Linked DNA regions of Zea mays: region 2 is linked to region 1. The links are chromatin contacts, called in public Hi-C maps. All regions are on one chromosome and are shown on one strand. Each heading gives the region's core, a stretch centred on a gene start, on an enhancer-like site or on the middle of the called end of the contact. The rest is flanking DNA. Distances are from core to core; before and after follow the strand shown.

The links. Hi-C and Micro-C count contacts between places; a contact is called where the count stands out from the background.
Region 2: a Hi-C map of leaf shows a contact between it and region 1, with 6 times the contacts expected there. The contact joins the promoter of LOC542114 here to the promoter of LOC100857066 in region 1. A contact is called at or near these places in 3 of 25 Hi-C or Micro-C datasets (ear, leaf and tassel).

What each region holds. Positions count from the first base shown.
Region 1 is chr5:177,130,513-177,135,767 of Zm-B73-REFERENCE-NAM-5.0, forward strand. LOC100857066 reads right to left here and starts at 3,358. Exons shown (of 9, transcript NR_182137.1): 1 at 2,893-3,358; 2 at 2,108-2,266; 3 at 1,864-1,998; 4 at 1,576-1,734; 5 at 662-754.
Region 2 is chr5:177,701,551-177,706,450 of Zm-B73-REFERENCE-NAM-5.0, forward strand. LOC542114 reads left to right here and starts at 3,499. Exons shown (of 7, transcript NM_001111746.1): 1 at 3,499-3,701; 2 at 4,365-4,565; 3 at 4,751-4,900. The coding sequence starts at 3,499.

The DNA.
Region 1 (5,255 bases), core at 2,108-4,607:
AAGGAAAACTAGCTAGGGAACCAAATGCCCCCTAAGTCTTCAGAAGTTTGGACATATTCTAGTATGCAATAGCAGTGGACTACTAAAGTGAACCAGTCTCCTCATGTAGAGCTTAAGAAATACCGATAAACCATGATCAATTTAATTGTAAGCTAATTCTCCAACTCTCTCTCACTAAGGCAACCACGACCCTAAGAAGATATCATAATCCTTTTAGAATTTAGAGCAACAATCATGCGTAGTAAACTCGGCCGATAGGGGAAAGACCATCCCCACGGTATTATATTAAAAGAAGCTCAATCGGAGTTCCAACCGAGAAAGGTCACGAAAGCTGGCCCCCCGTGCAACGTGAGGGTTCGCCCCCTATAGGCCGAATCTTTACTCGTGCTTTGAGCCCTCACAGCCCGTACACGAGGATCCGCCCCCTATAGGTGATAGGTCAGTCCATCTCGTGTGCACACAACCAGGGGAACCAACGAGTGACCTTTTTTAACCTCAGCCTAAAATTCGCTCCCACTGGAATTCGAACTTAGGACCTATGGAGTGCTACTCAAACCAACTAACCAACTCGGCTAGACAATTGAATATAATGAATACAGCAGTAAGTGAAGCATTGGCTTAGGGAATCATGTTGTTCAGGACAAAAGGAGGCACAAAGAACCTTGAAATTCACAAGTTCACCAAATTTCAGAAATTCTGTATGTACATCTTCATAAAATTCTTCATAGCTTTGTTCAATCTCTTCATCTGTGAACTGGAAAATGTTAAGGAATAACTTATTAGTCTGTGTTCAAACTATTGAAGAAAACAAACGCCTTATTGCAATTACTATTAGCACTAATAGTAGGAATAGGAAACAAAAAAGGGGAAAGAGTGAACCAAAAGTAGAGGGTCTATTTAGCTCTACTTCACAAACAGAATTCTTGTTTTCACAGAGGATCAAAATAGATTCACCTGTCACCCTAATGGTCACCAAAGACGTCCAATAAAAGAAATACTCCTCAACGGTTCAACATTTAAAATTTCCCGAATATTATCAAAATTGTCAAGGATCTACTTGATAAATGATACCCAATACATGTACCGATTTCAAATATTGGGCACATTTCTAATAGCAATAGAAAACATCAAAAAGCTCAGCAACATCAGCAAGACCATGATAATTTAGGATACATTAGCAGATCAAAGTTCAAGACGTCCTCAATCAAGTGAAATCAACTGGTCTGATCACTGTATGCCTCAAGTCGAAGTTCTGAAGATAACACGAAAGAACATGCAATCTGTCGCGAGTCTGATAGTAGCCAAGGAAAACTTGGGGTAAGAGTTATCTTGAGCAGTAGATTAAAAAAATTCAAATAGTTCCAAGTAGTCAGTTATTTATACTCATGTCTTCTTATAAAGGCTTACAAGCTTAAAGTGGAATACTTGTTATTTTGACATGAGCTTGCTTTAGTATTAAACTATCACAACTTAAAATGGCACTGCCCATGAAACCAAAATTGAGCATCCTTAAACGTAAATAAACAGTAGTTTAAGGATACAAAGTTATGCATTAGAGAATTTCCTCTAACAAACCTCAAGCCCTTCATCTTGCTCCAAAGCAAGGCCTGGACCGTTATACATGTTTTTCATTAGCAATGTGATTGATTTATCAGGGTAAAAGTGAACTCTGCTGCAGCGCAATCCAAAGCGACAAGCCCCTGTCTTGAGATGAAATGGACAATGGGCCTTATCCTAAAGAAATAAAAGAAACAGAAAAAGGTAAAATGTTAAGTAGAGAACAAGTTGTATTTTATTTCTGTTGTAACAGAATAAATATATAGGGCATTTCTGTCCTAATAGATAGAGAACAATGGAGCATGCCTGTTCTGTTCCAAAATTCGGAGTCTCTTGAGCAACTTTGTCAAGTACTTCTTGAGCAGACAAAGAAGGTTCTCTCCTATGAGCAGCCAAAGCAACAGACTGTGGTGGGAGCGGATTTGATGTAGGTCTATCTTCCTACAAGACATTTAGAGTAACCTTTATCGGCAGTATGTTCAAAAAAATTGCCCCACAAGCAGCCATAAGGAATAGAACCAACAGAAATTTATAACAAATAGAATGTGACCTCCTGAATTTGCAGCTTTTCCTTGGACCCCTTTGGTACTTTAACCTTTTTCTTCTTCACAATGATCTCATTTCCTTTCCATATAATTTCTGCTGGACCATCTTCAACATATTCCCATTCACTATCTTCTTCTGACTGGTTTCCTTGGCCATCTTTAGGCTGCAAGAGGGAAGTTAATTGTAACCAGATCACTATTTTAGAATGTTTCTACAACTTATTTTTGAAAACATGAACTAGTGAATTTAAAGTGATGGAATAACTCTTTGTGGTGGTCATTTTGTGGAGGACAGCATCTTAGACTATAGGATATCTAGGACATCTTAAACTAGACGACATCTAGGACAGCATTTTAGACAGCATCTCAGCATATGCTTGGCTGCCCAGCAGCTATAAACATGTAACCCAAACCCTCAGGTTGGGATGGCATTGTGTGTTGTGTGAGCAGAAAATTGTCCCAACTCCTAGTGTCATATTAGAGTATAAGAGTTCCGCTACTTACATAAAGAATTGACATGTGCAAAATGTGAGCATGCATTACACTGCTGACAGAGAGGATTCAACAGATGGATTAAGCTACCAAAAATATATATACATCAAAATGAAGAATAAGAGTCTGTTGACTTCTAAAATACATAGGTGATTGGTGACTATAGAAACTGGCATCCTACTTACTAACAATGACTAGCCCATCAAGCTCGTCCCAGCAGCAGAAAAGGGATACATGGATTGTCAAATGGCTAATACTTTTCAGTTAAAGGAGCTGCGAAATGGCGGGGAGAGATAACCTTGTTTCGAGCGGAAGCCTCCGCAGCCCTTGCATCCTCTTCGGCCGCAGCAGCCGCGGCCTTCTCTGCGGCGCGGGCAGCGGCGGCCTCGAGCCACCGGCGCTCGGCGTCCTCGAAGGCGCGGAGCGCACGCTCGGACTCAGCAGCCGCCTCGGCCTCCTGGATCTCAAGGAGTCGGCGCTCCTCCTCGGGGTCGACCGCGGGTGCCTCCGCCTCGACCGCCGCACGAGCGCGCGCCGCGGCCTGCCTCCGCGCCCTCCGGCGGCGCTCCTTCTTCCGCTCCCTCCGCTTCTCCCTCCTTGTCGGCGCCGCTGTCGCCTCCGGGGCACCATCGGCGGCGGCGCCACCGCCCGCCGCTAAGGCCGACATGGCGAGCTCGTCGATTCGCCGTCGCCGGTCTCCCGGTAGGGCGCGATCGCAGCGGCCCGGGGGAAAAGGCGTTGGCGAGTCGCGTACAAGTGGGCCTGGGCTTCTCGCCTTTCTTCAGCTGGACCTTTTTTTCCAATGAGAACAAATGAGCCCTCTGTTTGCCGAACAGAGAGGTTGGACCCAGTTGGGCCTTCAGCCCTTCAGGCATGTAAAACCTAAGTAAGACATAGCTAAAACACAATATAATACAGTAGATATATCTAAAAATTATGTCTTATTATATTTATTATATCAATTAGAGCGTTTGATAAATTAAATTGACCAAACAATCAGTTCTATGTCTCGATCATAGAACCAAGAAAATACAGTGTCTTCATTAAGATATGTGTCTTGAATTTTTTATATTTTTCTATTAGACACACTTGAAGACATAGCTCAACCTCAAAACATCAATTATACATGCCATTAGAAACAGGGCTCTCATTGGTGGCAACATGAGCTAGGCTGTGTTCATTAGAGCTGGGCATCGTGTCAACAATGCTGCAGCTTTTCACCTCTCAAAAACGCTATAGCTGCTGCAGAATGAAGTTGCAGGATCTCAAAAACGCTGCAACATCTCGAAAAGTGCTAATGTGCATCCACTATCATGCTGTTCATTCTTCATCAAGACCGCGACAATCCATGCGCGTTGGGTTTTTTTTTTGGGGGGGGGGGGGGGGGGGGGGAGCTGGATCATTAGACTGTCTTCAACGGATAACGCTGCCGCTCTCACACGCCAAATTTGGGGGGCTACAGTGCACGCGATATACGTTCAACGGCTCGCGCTACCCGGCGCTCTACGCGGATGTTCCCCCTAGCCAGCTTCTCTCTCCCCCTCGTTCTGTGGTGCCTCTCTCACCCTCTCTAATACTGTTCACGTGGGCCCACTTCCAATTATTAGTAGATGAAAAATTGATAAGAGGTGAAAAGTAGGTATAGAAAATGATATTTTATGGTTGTAGTGGGGTATAGGGGAAGGATTTAGGGGGAACCGCTGTACAGGGTGGAGATATAGGGGGAAGAGAACGCTGACGTGGCACGTGAGTGGGATATAGGGGAAGAAATTTAGGGGTAACCGCTGAAGACAGTCTTAGGTAATTGGGTTGGGTGGGCGTGGCTCTGCGATTGACTTTTGGTGCCTCGCTAGCCGTTGAGCTGCATCTGCTCGACACACGTGCTTGTCCTGCGAAGCGGAGTGATGATACCGCGTCGTTTTCCGCGGTTTGCCTCCTCGCCACGCCTGCTGCCAGGAATCCACGGAACAGCTCAGTTTGAGACAATGTTTGAGAAAATAACGCTCGTTTTTAAGTAATTCAGAGAACAATACCAGTCTTATCGAATGAATTTGAAAAACAGTACTTTATTTATATTTTTATTATTTTAATTCTCACCTCGAACAAATGGATCAGATTGCTCCTGACATTTCATTGCCTTATTTTGTATTGTATCTATTATGTTCATAAAAACAGCATAAATGCATACAAATATATAAGTTGTATTATTAAGTACAGTGTTAAACATACACATAAACATAGATATTCTATAAAGGAAAAAGTCTAGATTTAATCATTAAACTTCAAAACTATATTTTGGGATAGAGGTAGTAGTTTTTAAAAGACATATGATTTTCTTGAATAAGGAGAGTGATTAATTTTTTTGAGAAAAACAACCACGCCAAACAAAAAACAGAGGAAGTACAATCAAAACCCTTTCGGTGAACCAAGTAAGTCTAGTTTTTAATAGTTTGATGTCAAAGATATCTGAGTTTGAAGATCAATAGTTAAATCTAGACTTCTTTCTTCATAAAAAACATGTGTCTATTGTATGTTTAACACTACTATAAAAATGGAGCTCGTGTATTTTATCAATTTATGTTTTTCTTACGGACAAAAGAGATAAAAAGGGGCTATGAAATGAATAGGGTAATTTGGTCTATTTGTATGTGGTGTAAGCAA
Region 2 (4,900 bases), core at 2,249-4,748, 570 kb after region 1:
TAAAACATCCCTGTCAAGTGCTCGATTGTATTATTCATGGTCACGGATGCATCCAACACGATCACATGATTCACGTATAGGACGGCTCTAGCTGGGGCCGGGTATCATATGCAATTGACAGCAAAGCAATGAGAACCTTTCTCTTTCAGAGAGACACAATTTGCATCCATTACAGTACAGGGGGTGGAAAAACAAGAGTTTTTTTAACCTGAAATTGGATCGCCAATACATGCAGGCACGCAACGTTTTACATGACTATATATATAAGCAGTAAGTGGTAGATAAATAAATGTATTGTAGTATGGCAATGTAATGATATTGGACGAGGGGCTTTTCCTATAAATCCTCACAGTAGTATAGTACAGTAGAACACTTCAATCATTCAGTCACCTCGCTTCCACAGCCAGCTCTCCCCAGGCTCACTCTTCTCCCCAGTTGCGTTTTCTTTGGAAGCTTCCATACACAACTCGCATCGTTCATCTTCCACTGATGCTATATAAGGAGAGAGAGAGAGAGAGATAGAGAGAGAGAGAGAGAGAGAGAGAGAGAGAGAGAGAGATGATCTGATGATGCATGCTGTAACAGCTCCTGAACTGCACAAGTTGTAGTTTGGCTGCTGGATAATAAGTTCATCCATCCATCAACGCTACAAATCAAGGTAACTGCTTCAGGACTTGCTCTAAGCCTCTTGATGCTTAATTAACAAGATAATATAGATATGTTCGTTTTATCTGCTCCCAAGAACATGTAACTGCGGGATATGAGATTCTTCCCCTTTTTTCTGATGAATCTGGACTCCTCTTCTTGTTAGCTTGTCTATTGTTCTTTGAGGAGAGCTCTCTTTCCATTTGTTGCATGACACTAGCTCTGAGATTAAGGGGGTATTTATGATACGAGCTTACTGATTTGGGAAAAAAGGTTTTTTTATTGCCGGTTTATATTTTACTTTCAGGTACATGTAGGATATATATAGATTAGGATAGGACATGTGAAAAAAAGAAGAGACTAAAGCCAATTTTTACTAGGTTCTTCCTTGGCATTGGTCTAGGTCATGGGATATTTCATCATACGTTTATATGGGGGACAAACAATAAAGCCAGACTGGATCCGACGTGTCTACGGGCCATTGGTTAGTGTTCATCTCTTCCGGTCCCATAGTGTCTACATGCCTCGTTTGTAGACATGACGATGACGATGACGATGACATGGATCACGTGTCTACATTCCTCATTGTTGTCACGGCATGACGATGACGTGGATCCGTAGTGTCATACCTCATTAGTTTCGAATTATAAAATACTTCAACTTGTTTGGTACGTCAAAGTATCTCGAGTTTGTTTAAAACTATTTTAAAAAATCACAATACGCTATAGCATCAAGTAGATATATAAAATAGAAAAATAATTAACAAAAAACGAATCTGCTTATATTTGATATCGCAAATATTTTTATTTTATTACATAAATTTGGTTAAATTTGGAATGTTTTAATTTTTTAAGAAAAAATAAGGACCACTTATAATTTAAGATGGAGCGATTAGTATTATTATTGTCACGAAATACGATGGCATGAACATGACGCGGCCTATGTGTTGTGCCTCTGACTCTTATATTCAATATCAAACAGACATACCGTTGTTAGTCATCATCCAAATCGCAGTACATGATGGCTCTAAAACGATGGGCATGATTATGCATGGACATAGAGGAAACTAAACTGCGCATTTTATAAGGCTGATGATGGACGGCAAACAAGAAAAGGGGCAATAAACTAAATTAAACTAAGGACATTAAGGATATGTTTAGTTTCTTTAGAGCATCTCCAACAATGCCTCAAACTAGTGCCTCAAATTGAAATATAGGGCTCTACACAGGAAAAATCACTCCAACAGTGCCTTAATTCAACAAATTTTGTCAAAAAACTATAGGGCACTCTCTCAAGTGCCTCAAATATACTACATCGTAGTGGACTGTCCTATAATCTAGATTTGGGGCTTTACTGTTGGAGCGGGCTGTTTTGTTGGTGCCCTAAATTCTATAAAATTTACTTATTTTTAAATTATAAGGCATTTTTATAGGTCACGTTGTCGGAGATGCTCTTAGTCCAGGGACTCAAGTTCAGTTAGAGGACTAAAATTTAGTCGCTACTTTATTTGGCTCTAGAGACAAAAAAAATATTCAGGACACATTAAATAGATCATAAGAGGACCAAAATACCTCTTAGCATCCTCCCAACATTAATACAACTAAAATAAAGAATACTCAAAAGGTAGAATTAATATGGTTTAGTCCCTTTTAGTCATTCTTGAAGGACTAACGACTAAAACAATTTAATTCCCATTTTAATTCTACAGTTTGATAATTTAGGGACTAAATAAGATTAAAACATCCCTCAAAACAAATGGAGCCTATTTTAGTCTCTAAATTGTTAAATAAAGAAACTAAAACTCTATTTTAGTTTCTATAATTAGTAATTTAAGAAACTAAAATAAAATAAGACGAGGAACTAAAAATTAGTCTTTAAACCCAAACACTATATAAATCCGACGTTTGGTCGGCAAAACGACAGCGATGCGTCGTCCGTCCCCTCTGAAGCGGGAACCAACGTGCACCATACCCGTAATACAAAAAGAGACCACGCTGAACAAAAATAAACATTTCCAGGTCTCCGCAGAAACTCCACGTGGCTCGAGGACCCACCGCGGTGTGTGTGGATGGTCCAGCCTCCGTGCGTGCGATGTCACCGCCAGCCAGGTCCCCGGCCTGTGGGCCCATCCGGCGTGGCCCACATGTGGCCGCCCATTTCGTTCCAGGTTGCTTGCGCCTAGAGTGTTCGAATCTGCTACTGTATTGTACCAACCAACTTTGAGGTAATTCTACCAGCGTCATGTTGGCGTACTGGCGTAGGATACTGCGAGAATTGTTTGGTCTCAGGAATCATTTCATCTAAGAAAAAGTGATGTATCGTACGTTTATTTTTCAAGTTTAGTGAGATAATCTTATTTCTTATGTTAACATTAACTAATTATAGAAAATAAGGTGACGATGGATTAACTCATTATATTTCATAAACAAACAAAAAATAAGAAGTGAAAAAATGATGAACTAATTTATTTTTTAAACCAAACACTTTATATATTCTGGTTTTGATTTCCGGATAATCTTGTATACCATAATAGCAATGAGCCATTATTTGTACAACACGCACGGAATAGTAACGTGTTGACCCCACAATCTTTTCCCCCCCTCTGCATAGCCACATAGGAGTAATTAACGCGATCCTAATCGTTTCAACTCTACCATCCCAATTTATTTCTCGCAGGCTCTGCTCGGACATTGCGTAATCCAAGAGACCGTCAAGGCAAGGCAAAGCCAACACCAGACGAGTCGAGAACACCGCAGCAGAGCGCGGCGTCCAATGGACATGGACGGCAACTCCCCGCGGCGGCCTCCCCGCCGGCCTGAGCGGGAGGGGAGCTACGGCTACGACATCGAGAGCATGGACGGCTCCGGGGCCGGGGGCCCGCCGCCGTGGAGCGCGCACCACAACGGCTCCTCCGAGGCCCTGCTCCGCTACGACGACGGCGGCGCCGACCGCGGGAGCACGCAACAGCCGCTGCTGCGGAAGCGCACCGTGAACACGACCTCGCAGATCGCTATCGTCGGTGCCAACGTCTGCCCCATCGAGAGCTTGGACTACGAGTAGGCATTCTAGTTTCTCCTTTTCCCCCTTGACTATTTCTCTCCATGCTTGCAAGTTTATGGGTTTTCTCCAGCCTATCCTGAAGATGGGAAGCATAGTCTCCCGTTCTTCTTTGTTGCTACCTACCCCGGTTGATCTTCTTCCGTGGGTTAGAATTTAGAGCGATCGTTGCTTTTTAGTTCACTTGGCACAAGGAATCAGCAACTGTGGTTGTGGTTCTGGTTCCTGTAGCTGTTCTTCATGGTTCGACCGTTGCGAGAAGCAACCGTCACAGTTCCGGGTTATAGGACATAGTATCTTACTGCCTCCTTCATCAGTTCATGCTCGCATATTCCTTATTCATGCCAACTCCATAATGATTACTACTTGCTGCGTAGAATTTTAGTATGCCAAGTTATGTTTATGTCCAATCTTCCTTTCTTCTCTAAGTAAAATGGCAAGTAGATGGGTACACAACAATACTAGTTCCTATAATATAAATATTCCCAGATATTGTTCTGTGAAGATGAACTATGAAATGGAGCGGTGCCAGCATCCTATATGGCAGCTCGTGTAATGACCTCCAAGAGTAATTTAATGGTTGCTGAATCGCAAAAATAAAGAAAATGTTCATGCACACTTTGGTCCTTTCCTTACACCCTTCAATATCCTGCATATTTCAGAGTCGTGGAGAATGACCTTTTCAAGCAGGACTGGCGATCAAGAAAGAAGAAGCAGATATTTCAGTACATCGTACTCAAGTGGAGCTTGGTGCTCCTTATTGGCCTATTAACTGGATTTGTCGGCTTCTTCAACAATCTTGCAGTTGAGAACATTGCTGGATTCAAATTGCTGCTCACGAGCGATCTTATGCTCAAGGGGAGGTGACGTTTCAGCTTCTTTTCTGGTGACAAGTTTCATTTTGTTGTTTTTGTGCTTTGCCATACATCTCCTTGTGGTCTTTAGCTCATCGCATAAAAAGTTGTTACTATTAGTAATAAATGTTCATTGGATTGAATATGCAGAGTACTTTGAAGTAAATTAATAATTGTGTGTTGTTCCAGTGCAGGTATATTAGAGCATTTTTTGTGTATGGAGGTTGCAATTTAGTTTTGGCAGCAGCTGCAGCAGCAATCTGTGCTTATATTGCACCTGCTGCTGCTGGGTCTGGTATTCCTGAAGTCAAAGCTTATCTTAATGGGGTTGATGCCTATTCTAT